3 separate regions of the Mus musculus genome follow, and regions 1 and 3 are each linked to region 2. Evidence: chromatin contacts called from public HiChIP or PLAC-seq data. All regions are on one chromosome and are shown on one strand. The core of a region is the stretch at or near the end of the contact, and the rest is flanking DNA. Distances in the headings are between cores, read along the strand shown.

Region 1 (4,283 bases), core at 1,393-3,892, 1.3 Mb before region 2:
TTTGGAAGCACAGAGGCCCATAGTAAAATGTGCTAGTGTCTTATATCTCCTCAGACTGGTTCGTTCTTGGTATTGTAGAGTCTGCTCATGCTGAGAGACCAAGATAACTCCTTTGCTACTCACTTGAGGGAAATGCTGGAGCCTGGTTCAATGAATCTGACTTCTGAATTATCAGAGATTTAGGCTTAGAGAAGCCTCAACAACTAAGTTCATTCTAAAAGCATCTACTAGAGTGAACATTGTCTCCAAACCATCTTTGCTATTGTATTCAGCAAGTTGAGTTCAAGAAGCATCTTGAACCATAGGAAGTATCTTGTCCAATGATCTTTTCCTTCCTCACCCACTGTCTTGTGCTAAAGACTAGTGCAGAGCTTAATTACCCCAGAGCTAATGCAGTACGTGGAGAGGGGCTGGGTACTTGTTTTTTAAGCATTTGTTTATTTACCAGGTAGGGTAGATTGAATGACAACCTTCTAGGCAACCTATTAGTAGGCCACACATGCAAATGTCAGTATAACTCGTGAGTAAGTGAATCTCAAATCACCTATTCCAGCTTCATCAGGGATTGCCTTGTACATGAATATTAAAAAGAACTGAAAATCCTGTAGAGGTATTACCATTAATCGCTAGGTGGGATGACATGCCGACCCATGGGCTATGTGTTCTAATGATCTGTTGTATAATGGTCGTTTTCCCAATGATCCTGATCTCTATGAGAACATTGAAAACAGGAGTGTTATCCCTCATTTACTTTATACTTCCTTCATATATTAGGCTGTTAATGACTTCACAGATATTATCTGGATTAATGCTTTGTGGCATTGAAAACCGGCATGAGGTTTAGGGAGCTTGGTGGATCAGGTACTCAGGATGTTACTTAGTACCTAGTACTTAGTACCTTGTGGTACTAACATTAACTATTTGTCCCTTTTTACGACTACTTTGAGAGATGTTTCTCCTTACTACTGTGTCCTCGCTATGATGATAATTTTTTTGAAAGTTGTCAGTGATAATTTAGTGAAAAAAACAAAACATCCTAAAAATACATGACTAAGGGTGGATGGAGGAGCGTGGGAGGGCGTGGTGACCCGTGGATAACTGGTAGATTATGAGGCAGAACAGGAAGCAAGTGAAGCCATCGCAGGGTAAAGCAGATTGAAATCGTTTGTCTGTGGGCACCAGCGGCAGGGCCGGCCTCATAGCATGCAGGGGATTTAGATCCTGATAGGGTCAGCTCTGTTGCCTTCAGGTAGCCGCTCAGGGCTTCGGGTCCTGCTTCCTCCTCTTGCTGCTGCTACAGGGCAGCAAATGGTAGCTCACTTCCCACAGGCTGCCCGATTCCCCTGACTGAAGCTCTGAGCAGCTTGGTGTTTCCTCTCTTCTTCTTTGGGTTTAACAGGTATAACCATGTGTGCTATATGTACATCTACACATGTGAAACTGTACACGTGTGCTTGTATGTATTTATAAGTTTTATTAAAGTATAAGGTTTTATGTGTTTATAGAACTTAAAATGTTACTTTGATATTTCAAGTTAGGATTTAGATGATTTAGTCTTGAAATGTATTTTTGATTTTGTATATTTAAAAAAAGATAAACGTGTAAGTTGTTTTTTTTTACTCTTATTTCCTCCATAGGATTAAATTTCCTAAAACAAAACAAGCAAAAACCAACCAACCAACCAACCAACCAAAAAAAAGAAAAAAAAAAAAAAACCTTCCAAAAACTCAGCAGTAAACAAAACAATCTAGGTGGCTTGCATGGGCTCACTGAGTGCACTGACACTAGATCCATGCTCCGCCCTACGTGTTGAATTGAAACTAGTTCAAGCATTTTAAGGAGTTTAACTGATTATTTATAAACTAAGTTTCTAATGAATGTAAATTTTTGCTATGTATAGGATATGAAGATATATGGTTTTTAAGCTTCCTTAAGAATAAATACAAATTTTATTAGATGCAATTAGGATTAACTTTCCCAGCAAGACCAAGCTAAAAGCTCCTCTCTGTGTAACTATGCGTTCAAACAGACACAGTTTTGTTATATGTGTATGTGTGCAGTGGCAGAAAAGGAGAAACTATTCGTACGTAATGAGAAATTTTGAAAGAAGAAATACGGCAGTGAACTTACTTTTGAGAACCATCTCTGTGTCCTTTCACACGGTAGAAATGTCCAAGATGGACACTTGTGAAAGTTTCTTTTGAATTACTACAGACACGTTAAACCCAGCTGGGAGCCCCAAATAATCAATTAGAGCACTTAAGGTTTGGACCCCCAAATTGCCATCGACAAATACTTAACGTGCCAAACAATTGCCATTTTTAAACACAAACTGACTCTACTGGTAAAACATGAAGATTGCCCAGTGTAACCCAGTTCAGACCTAACCCTTCCATCCACACACCCAGGTTATTTCATGAAGAATCTCCTTACCTGCTTATGGCTCCTGTAGTGCACGTCAGACTACACTCATGTTGGAATATGTCTCAGTGTAGGTTCCAGAGGACACTTAAGCCGAGTTCTTCCTCATCTTCAAGAAGAGAAGAAAAATCAGGAACTTGACAGAAGCCACGAGATAATGGGTTGGCTGGGCACTGCATCTGAGCAGTTAGAATGCAGTCAAGGCTAGAAAGTGGAAGCAGGGCATGGCTAGATGTTTTGATCTGCGTGAGTGTCAGGCTGTCCTCCGCTGGTTCCCTCCATGAGTCATACAAACAGCAGCCTGACCAAATCTCCCTGCCCTCCCCCACATCATCTTTTTCTTCTCCCTACTTTTTCCTTTGCTTCCTTATCACTCACAGGGATTTTCCTCTGTAAACCTCACCATTGACAGTTCAATGCAGTAAGCAATGGGGAACAAGAAGAGCCACACACTTTCCTAAGAGGAGATTATTAGTGATAGAGAACAGCAGGTTCAGGAGTGTGGCGGTATTAGAGCTACCTAGGAATTTGAGTTAGCACTTGGGTAGTGAATTTTGGCATAAGGGCTGTTGTTGGTCTCTTTTTTCCACATTTAAAAAAAATATTTAATTATTGCTGGCAAGTAGCTCATAAGTATAGATGAACACATCACTTGTTAAAATTTTGGTAAGTTTGTATTGTTCATGCTATAACTCATATTTTAAGTTCATTCCAGCTTCTGTAGTGATAGTTTTTAAAGTTCTATATCCTTCCCACTGCACTGCATACAGCAGCCTTTGTGTTCATGGCAGGACTGATTCCTGAACTCCCTTGGCGTGATAACAAAATCCGCAGCTGCTCTCGTCATCTGGAGATTTACACTTATAGGAAGTCATTTATAAAAAGTGATATATTCGCATTTAACCTATACTTATTCTTCCATAAGTGCCTTAAATCATCTCTAGATTTCTCATAATACTTAACATAAATGTATAATGATATAACAATACATGGTATAGAACATATGGAAATGACTCAAAGGTAACTAATACTGTTCTAAAAAGTTCTTTGTGGAGTTCTTGTATTTCCATCCTTTTCCTTTGACCACCCCCCTCTTCCATTCATGCTGAGTGAAGGGAGCAGGAAAAAGAAACCCCAACAGTGGATGGGGCTCCAAGAGAGAGATAACCAAAGGCTCCTACATTTCCTATGTGCTCACTCAGGTTCTGTTGCCTAAATTAAGCTCTAAGAGCTTATGTTTACAATTGATTTTTGCCTTAACATTTTAACCTAGGCGTTTACAGTTACGTCACCTGCACAGAAAGCACTGTTTCGATTCACTGTACTTACTAAGCAGTAGGCAGTGTTCTGGACACTGAGAATGGAAAAGCAACCAGGACACACATATTTTTTTCCTTAAGAAGTATAGATTTTTATTTTGTGTATCATGTGCAAGCCTAATCACTACACATCTTATGACTTGGGCATTTGTGACCAGAGCTAGTTGAGGGAAGCTCATTACTTGGCTCTGATAGAAAGAGAGAGAGAGAGAGAGAGAGAGAGAGAGAGAGAGAGAGAGAGAGAGAGAGAGAGAGAGAGAGAGAGATATCTTATAATCAGCTGCATTGAAGTTACTACCAGGGAACATTGCAGAGTCTCCCACATGTAAGCATTTTGTGGTTAAAAGGGTGATTTGACATTAATGGTCTCCAGGCAACAGCTCTCCAGATGTCCCTGGTTTATTGCGTGAGATGCTGCTTACTGCAATGGTCTGATGAGCACCCACTTACATTCTGGTACCCGTGTGCCTTCCTGACCTTCCTCTGGAGTGTTCCTCATACCTGATAAAGAGTGCAGTGGGGAAGGGCATTGTGTTTTTTTTT
Region 2 (4,071 bases), core at 1,136-3,635:
TTTGCCTCAGTTCCTCTCTAGGTTTAAAATTTTTAACAATTGTATTCTTCTTGGTTTAATTTTATTTTGGGCTTCATTACTTTGTTTTCAAACTGTACAGAAATCCTCACCACAGCCAGTTCTACTACTAAACCTGACTTAAATGTTGTGGATATAAGTCAGAGACACCTGCTTGATTTATATGTTGAACTTCATAATTCATTTCAAGTTAAATACATTTACATTTTATCTTAGCTAAAATTATTATTTTGATGTTACAAAGAATGGAAACTCCAGTATGTAAACTGAATATTTGTAGCCATATTTTAAGGATTTCTCATTCCACAGCTTTTTTTTCTTTTTTTTTTTTAGTTGAATGTGCACATGGAATCATATTTACAGAAAAAACATTCTGTAAGGAAGAAAAATAGAAACCATGAATCTGTACATTCTATACACAGTGAAAAATCTGTTATCTTATATGTAATACTAGAACATCCCTTTAATAAGACTTCATTATAGTCTACTCACACAAATTTGCAGCTACAAACATACTCCAATGCTTGTGTTAGGAACACAAAATACATTTTTCAGTTTCTGTCCATTCACTAACTGAAGTCTGAAGTAAATGCCTTGCTTCTTCTCTTCAAAAATCTAGCCTTGACCTTTCTAGTTTCCCAAGCTCAGATGGTTTTGTTTTTGTTTTTGTTTTTTGCATGTGTTCATTTCTCTTTCTTTAATTTTCTATTAATTTGAAATAACATGAAAACTATATTTCCTGAACTGTCTACCAATGTCTGGATTCATGTGTCGGAATGACTACTAACTGTTGTAGTCAGATGTTAACAGAAGTCAAAATTCCAACATCCTCCTAGACCCAACCTTTCCCTTTCCACAACTCTTTCTGCTTCATCTACTATAGTGATCACTAATCAGCACCCTTTTCCCAGTTCCTCAGTTGATGGATGCCCTTACCCTTAGCTGTTTTCCACCTATCAGCAAGAATATGAACTCGGTCCAAAGCAAGTGTGGAAAGGTTCTTCTTCCACACCCTCTGCAAAGCATACCACGCTGTGGTCTTTGCTCTTGCAGCCTTCTAAGAAACTCTTCTCACTCTTGTGTGCCTGCCAGAATAGCCTGATCATTTGCAGATTACACCATATTGCTCTCTTCTCAGAAATTCTCTAAATGTTTTCCATTTTAATTAGGAAGAGATCCAATATCCTAGATGTGGCTGTGCCTTGATCTCTACATGCATGTCTTTTCTCAAACTTACTCTCCCTATCTCCTGGCCCTAGTCTTCATTTTTGCTACAGCATATTCCAAGCTCATTACTGACCCAGGTTTTCTCTCTTTTCCCCTCATACTCATTTCTCTTTCTCTAGCATACTCTTCCCGTACACTGTGACACAATAGTTTATTCATATCTCAACTCAACATGTCCCTAGGCCTTGTCTCTCCTCATTACTATCTACATATTTAATTGCAGTAGACTGCCTAGGAGCTTTCTACCACTTCTTTCTGTTTTCATTTTTTGATGTTTCCTTGAGACTGGGTCACAATATGAAGCTCAGACTGGCATACAACTGATGCTGCGCCTACCTCAGCCTCCCAACTGCCGGAAATACAGTTGCAGTGTGTGCATGCCACTGGAATCTCCTTTCCATTCCTCCCTCCATCTCCCCCTCCCTTCTTCCATGCCTCCCTCTGTCTCTCCCTCACTTCTTTGCTTCCTTCCTCTTTACTATTCTTAATAGCACATATTATTTTTGCTTTTTGCTTTTTATTTTCTTTTTCTTTTTTTATAATGAATTATTTTTCCATTTTTATTAGGTATTTAGCTCATTTACATTTCCAATGCTATACCAAAAGACCCCCATACCCATCCACCCCCACTCCCCTACCCACCCACTCCCCCTTTTTGGCCCTGGCGTTCCCCTGTACTGGGGCATATAAAGTTTATTTTGTTTTTCAAACAGAGTCTCGTTTAGGACTGTCAGACTGAAACTCACTTATGTAGACCAGGCTGGGTTCAAATTCAGAGATCCACTTGCCTCAACGTCTTAAGTGCTGAGACTAAAGAATGGACCACCATGGCTGATTTTGACCTATTTTTAAAATTCTGCTCTTTCCTGTATGTTCTTCTTAACAGACTCCAAGTTCCTTGGTTGTTTATGCTGTGCCTTTTGTTTTTAGTACATTGGCCAGTACATAATTCATGCTCAATAAGTAAATGATGGCCAAAGTCAAACATTTAACCAATTCTGAACTGCATATACAAATCAAAGACACAAAATAAAACTAGCTGGGTCTCATGGCTGCCTGAGAGAAGCCTTGGCTGTACCCCATGCAGTTGTCAGGTGGAGAAACTGTTCTTGTTGAGTCAAAGGAACTGAAACCAAACTGTGGTCCCAGAAGACAGTAAGTAGACCAAGATCTTCTTTTCTTCTCCCCTCCCTCTCTCTGTCATCCTGTGTTGGCTCTTTTCCACTAAGCTAAAAACAGACAAGTTCAAAAATGTCTGCCACTAGCATTTCAGAATCCTGAAGTGGGGGGAATACTTTGTGTTGTTTTTCCGCTGTCTTCAATTCATTCCTCCACCCTACCACCAAGAAATTCATGGGACACTCTTCTTTGACAGTTAGAGGTCATGGCTGTCCTTAAGTCTATCTCTGTCAGAACACTTTCCTAACTAAGCATGCTGTTTTGCAATACTTCCTGGACTAGTTTTGATCTTGAGGTTGGCTACCGAGCTACTCTAGGGAAACTGACTGGATGGTGTATTCAGAATATAAAATAGAAAGATATAAACACATGCCTTGGCTCTTAAGACTACCACCCTCAAAATGCTGACTAGATTATGGTGATGTACTGAACTTTTTTTGTGTGCCGTTATTTTTCAGGTGCTTTAATAGCCTCAATAATTCCGTAAAACCAGAGCTATTCAGATTTTTTATAAATAAGAAAAACATACAAACTCAGAGAGAGGATAGGTGGATAAAGTCACAAAATGTGATCATGATGTGTTTATCTCCAAGTTGCATCTACCTGTACTACTTAGTTTTTGATAAGGAAAGCAGGCCAACTTATGGCTTGGATGCAGGCAAGGATGCTCATGTTCATGGTGCAGCTCTGACTTAGAAAAAACTCAAATAGGTGAGCACTGTGCACAGACTGCAGCAATGACACACTGAAGGCTCTCTGGAGAATGACACTCTATATAATATAATTACATTATAATCACAAGGACAATTCCTGGCATCATTTAATGATATGCAGAAAAGTTTGCATCTAGATAAGGTGATCGGTTAAGACAAGATCAGGAAATTTCAAAGAATAGTCAACGAAGTGAGAAGCAACTCCAAAATTCCATGATTTAGATATGGAGCCATGTGGAGCCATTTTCACACACTGTATTCTCCTACCCAGAAAGTTGTGATGTGACACTAAATGCTGTATGAGAAGACTTTAAATCTAGTGAGAAGCTTTAATTACCATTTTTGAAATGAGTATCTCCGTGTTCTTGTGTATTAAAGCCTGTGGCTTGGGCATGGTTCTAAAGCCAGAGAGGCAGTGATAACTTAGACCAAGTTTTCACCCTCGAGGTGCCCACAGTCTAAATGGAAGAAGCAATGGATAAAATGGTAAGTAAAGCCCTTTCTGGAAGTTTCTTATGATGGTAACTATGCCCAGGCCATTGAGCAGTTATATAATGGAGACAAAGAATAAGGGCTTTTCTTTTGTGTGGTTTCTCAAGATTGCTTCTTTAGAGGGATGATATTCAAGGCAATGAGAAGGTCAAAGAAGGGTCATTGCTAGGCTCAGGGCAGGACTGAACTGAATTTGACATATCAGAATGAGGAATGTGGTTTATGTCTCAGTGTGTCATGGGAAAGAAGGGTCTTGAACTGATATTCAGAAATGGTTGAGTCATATAGATTGGAGGCCAAGAGACAAAGTTGTTCAGTGTGAGAAACCATTGGCAATGATATGCACATGTGTGAATTGGGGGCAGAAATGCACAGAGAGATCCATTATCTCTGATTAACACAGGGCAGAGAATACTGCTGTGTGAAAAGCAGAGGTAATTAC
Region 3 (4,005 bases), core at 1,278-3,777, 2.0 Mb before region 2:
AAAAAGTTTTAGGTGACAATGATTGTGGTAAAACTAAGCCGTGTAGGTGACCATTTAAAAGCACCTTATTATAGGACAGTTACATGTCCCTATAATGGAGTGTGCTTTCCAATTCAAGAGTAAAAAGGGCATAGCTATAGAAAACCATAAGATTCCAAAATTTAAGCTAATTGCATTTACACATTAGGGTTAACAAAATCTATACCCTGTCTACACAGATTTAATCTAATTAGTCATGTTTTAATAACCATATAAAACTCATTCTGTACTGAATAAGTATGGTCTACTACTGGAACTTAATAATCAAATTTTATTGCTTTATTCATGTGGTGCTTTTGCAAGGCACTGTGGCATGGACTAGCAAACCTGGAATGACTCTTGAAGACACCTTGGAATGACACATGAAGGCGGATATGAAAAGTCATTCTGAGGCAGGCCGATTTACTCAATGGTTTTTAACTAGGGCATCGAACATCAGGAATGAGTTCAAGTTAAAATTCACAGGAGAATGGAAAGATCTCAAGGTCAGTCACTTCACATGCCCATCCTGATACTTTGAATAATCTGGAAAATTGCTGTGAAGAGAAAGAGCAAATATTAAAACAAGTTGAAGAAAACAGGCCTCTCAACTAAAAGTCATCTATTTACAGCAGCTGCAGACTCCAGCGTGATCGTACAGTCAGTTACAAATGCTAATCTAACTTTACGCTAATAAAAAAGTGAAGCAGGTTTATCATAATTAAACAATTCAATGCCTTGAAGTGATTATTATCTCGTGGTACTGGGGATGGGACCCGGGGAGGGCCTGATGCATGATAGGTAAATACGCTGCAGCTGAGCTTCACATCGAACTCAAATTATTTCCTTAATTGCAGCTCCTTGACTTTTACCTATAAGATGTACAAGAGATATTCCAGATGTGAAATTATTTTAGCAATAACTTGAAAGCACCAAAACAAACACGTTTTTCCTACTATTAATTTATTTCCAACATATCCTTAAAGGCCTGGTTTCCTAACACATGCACATTTCTTCATTCTCACACAGCTGAAATTCAATAATCTTTTTGTGTTACATAAACTGGTTGGCTCTTGGCCACATATCAAGAAAGCTTCCGGTTGTTAAGTTTAGAAAAAAGGCAAAGTGAAATGTTAAATGAAAATCTCAGGAACTGTAGAATGCGGCAAATAAAAGCATCTGTCTCAATAACAGCAGCTTGTCTATTAAAGCAGCAGGCAGAGCAGGAGGACAGTCTGTAATACATCCATCCGCAGGGGCAAGAGTCTATCATCTTAAAACCAGGCTGTCTTAATAACTAATCTTACCTGAAAACACTTGTCTCATACATTAAATATCCCAGCAGGTATGTTTCCTCTACAGAAAATCAATTCTTTGTACTACCCTTACTTTATATACTTAGTTTTTGACATAGAGACCTTAGGTACTGGTATCGTTCAGTCCTGTTCTAGTATCCAGATGTTCACGATGTTCGCTAAGTTTTTTGCAACACTATCGATAATAAAGTTACAATGCAAATCAGAGATATTTGGTGCTTAATTTCTTCTAAGGGATCATTAGGAAGATCTAATTTCTCTCTCTCTCTCTTTTTGATCTTCAATGAGCATAAATCAAGGTAAGAGAAATTTCTGGGGCACCACCCTCTGTGGTACAAGTTATCCAGTTCACTAGAAACAATTCTCTTAGCAGGTGGGTTGAGAACCACGCGGGTAGGTAGGACTCGCCACTCATCCACGTCATTCCAAACCGCGAGAGCCCCCCAAACACTTACCAGAGCCACAGACAACAAAAATGAAGAGGGCCAATAACCAGGGTCCTACCGACGCCTTTTCTTCGGGGGCATTTCTCTGCAAAAAGAAAAAACCCGGTTTCAAATGCAGAGAAAGCACTCTCGGATCCCGGGCTCCCAAGGCCTGCACCCCAGGCCAGGTGGCCGGCCGGCCGACTCACAGATCTCTCCCCCCACCCCAGATTCCACCGCAGCGGGAGTCCGGAGTCAGGCGGGTCTGGGGAGAACTCGCCGCGGCCCCGGCCGGGCGCGGGGCGCGGGCCTCGGCTCCCGGCCACGACATGGAGCGGGGTGCCCACTTTCCCTTACCGAGGTCTTAGCGACGTTGCCGCGCTGAGTTATGTTCTTGCTGTGCTTCTCGTTGGCCATACGGATCCTCTGCTTGGCGACCATTTTCGCAGCGCCACCTGCCCCAAGAACCTCTCGGACTCGCTCGCTCGCCGGTCCCGGGCCACCGGGAGGGAGGCTCGGCTCTGATCGCGGTGCCTACGCCGTCTACAGCCACTGGGCCGGGACGCGGAGCGCTGGAACACCGGCAGCCGCCGATCGCGGCGGTCTGAGCAGCCTTTGGGGCGGCGTGCCGGGGAGAGCGGGCCGCAGGGCCGAGAGGCAAGAGTCCAACCACCGGACAGTGCAACCGGCAACCTCGAACTAGTTCGGGTTCGGCTGCCAACGTCAGCACTGGGCAGACCCCGCCCCGCGGAAGTGTGGACTCCGCCCGCTCCGGAGAGGGAGGGCGAGCGCCGGCCGCCACCGCAGCCAGGCTCTTCCCCGCTCCGGAAAACGAGGAGCCAGAGCTGCGCGTGCGCGCTCGGGAACCAGACGTGGATTGGCCCCGAGGCTGGCGGCGCCGGAAACACCGACTCGCAGACTTTGCGCTTGGGGAGACGTGTAGAGGCCGGGTTCGGCCTTTCTTGAACTCTCACCCCAGCGCGTGGGTTTCTCTTTCCGGGACAAGATGGCGCCGTCCACACCGCTGTTGACAGGTGAGTTCCAAAAGAGCGAGAGACTCTTCCTTTACGGTGATTTCTTTCTGTGTCTTCGCGCTGGAGAATTCCTTAGCAAGCCTTGGAAGTCCGTCTTGCCTTTCCTCCTGGAAGGACCAAACTGTCTTTTAGTTTATTTGGTAATAGCATCCCAATGGGAAGTGAAGTCTCCGTCCCCAGTAGTCCCTCCTCCCAGTTATCCATCCATCGTTCTTCATCTTCCATAGGAATAGACAGGTAACAGAAAGTATTAGTTTGATGTGTGACCTGTGGTCTGCAATGCCGGGTGTTGCTTGGACCCTTCTTAATAGAAGAAACAAGACTCTTCACACCGAATTCATCTGAACTTAAGTATTATTAAAAATTATATGCTCCCTTATTGTTATGAGGTTTGTGGGAGTTGATAGGGAGCAAGACATTGCTAGTGTAGGTTAGGTTTCATGCTGAAGATGTGGCTTAAGGTGGCGACAGTGAGCAGGATAATGATAGTCTAATGTTTTCGATTGAAACAGCTGTGAGACAGTATTTAAGAAGTAGAACATGAGAAGACGCTAGGAATTTAAAGCTGACACATATTGTGGTGCTTAAACAACAACAACAAACTTGGACAACACTGGGAAAGGTGCTATACTATGTTATGGCTTGGGTATGTAAGTTTGAATAAACAAAAGATTCAAGTAGAAAAGAAGTGGGAAAGAAAAAAATCGTTGATAACAATGTAAGAAGAAAGATAGCATCATTAGGACGAATGTCTTATTTTTGAGAATTGGAAGTTATGTCCTCCTGAGACACGGCAAAGCTTTTATACTTCTGCCAGTCTAGGAATATACATTTTTAAGAGCCATGCTTATCCTGTTCAGATAGACTATCATAATTTATTCGCCAGATAGTTATGAGGTGCTAGTTGCAATCTTCTAAACACTGCCAGATAGTTGAGATTGTTTTCTTTTGTTTAGATTATTTATTTATTTATTTATGCGTCTGTATCTGAGCGTGTGCACAGGAGTACAGGCCTTAAGAGGCCCAGAAGAGGGTGTGGGCTTCCCTGGGGCTGGAGTTAGAGTTGTGAGCCTCACCTTAGATGAGTGCTGAGAACTCTATTTATTTCTTCTTAAGAGAAGCAAGTACTCTTAATGCTGAGCCATCCTCCAGCCCCCTGACACTATTTAAATGGCATAATTATGTAATTCAATAAATTGCTTCTCTGTTACT

What was found. HiChIP or PLAC-seq counts read pairs in DNA pulled down with a chosen protein or histone mark.
Region 1: a contact with region 2 is called in an H3K4me3 HiChIP or PLAC-seq map of bone marrow-derived macrophages, with 6 times the contacts expected there. The contact joins the promoter of F630111L10Rik here to the enhancer-like site in region 2. A contact is called at or near these places in 6 of 39 promoter capture datasets (the 3T3-L1 cell line, the C10 cell line, the HPC-7 cell line and 2 more) and 2 of 115 datasets of contacts at active chromatin or transcription factors (the 230-238 cell line and bone marrow-derived macrophages).
Region 3: a contact with region 2 is called in an H3K4me3 HiChIP or PLAC-seq map of pro-B cells, with 5 times the contacts expected there. The contact joins the promoter of Eif2a here to the enhancer-like site in region 2. A contact is called at or near these places in 4 of 39 promoter capture datasets (the C10 cell line, the HPC-7 cell line, liver and 1 more) and 4 of 115 datasets of contacts at active chromatin or transcription factors (large pre-B cells, pro-B cells, regulatory T cell precursor and 1 more).

Annotation. Positions count from the first base shown.
Region 1 is chr3:59,150,986-59,155,268 of GRCm38.p6, forward strand. It overlaps F630111L10Rik (RIKEN cDNA F630111L10 gene), which reads right to left and starts at 2,643. Exons shown (of 1, transcript NR_045641.1): 1 at 1-2,643. All of the region lies in intron 15 of Med12l (mediator complex subunit 12-like), which reads left to right. It also overlaps a transcript of P2ry14 not described here.
Region 2 is chr3:60,479,531-60,483,601 of GRCm38.p6, forward strand. It overlaps a transcript of Mbnl1 not described here. Among named protein-coding and RNA genes, the nearest start is that of Mbnl1, 20 kb to the right of the region's middle. Within about 2 kb of position 2,386, at least 97 of the 459 cell types and tissues checked have an H3K27ac peak or open chromatin away from gene starts, as enhancers often do. A contact at or near this core is called in the 230-238 cell line, bone marrow-derived macrophages, pre-B cells and 3 more, where this site is marked.
Region 3 is chr3:58,523,294-58,527,298 of GRCm38.p6, forward strand. Eif2a (eukaryotic translation initiation factor 2A) reads left to right here and starts at 2,528. Exons shown (of 14, transcript NM_001005509.2): 1 at 2,528-2,793. The coding sequence starts at 2,766. Serp1 (stress-associated endoplasmic reticulum protein 1) reads right to left here and starts at 2,591. Exons shown (of 3, transcript NM_030685.3): 1 at 2,117-2,591; 2 at 1,790-1,865; 3 at 1-575. The coding sequence starts at 2,200. The coding sequence ends at 535.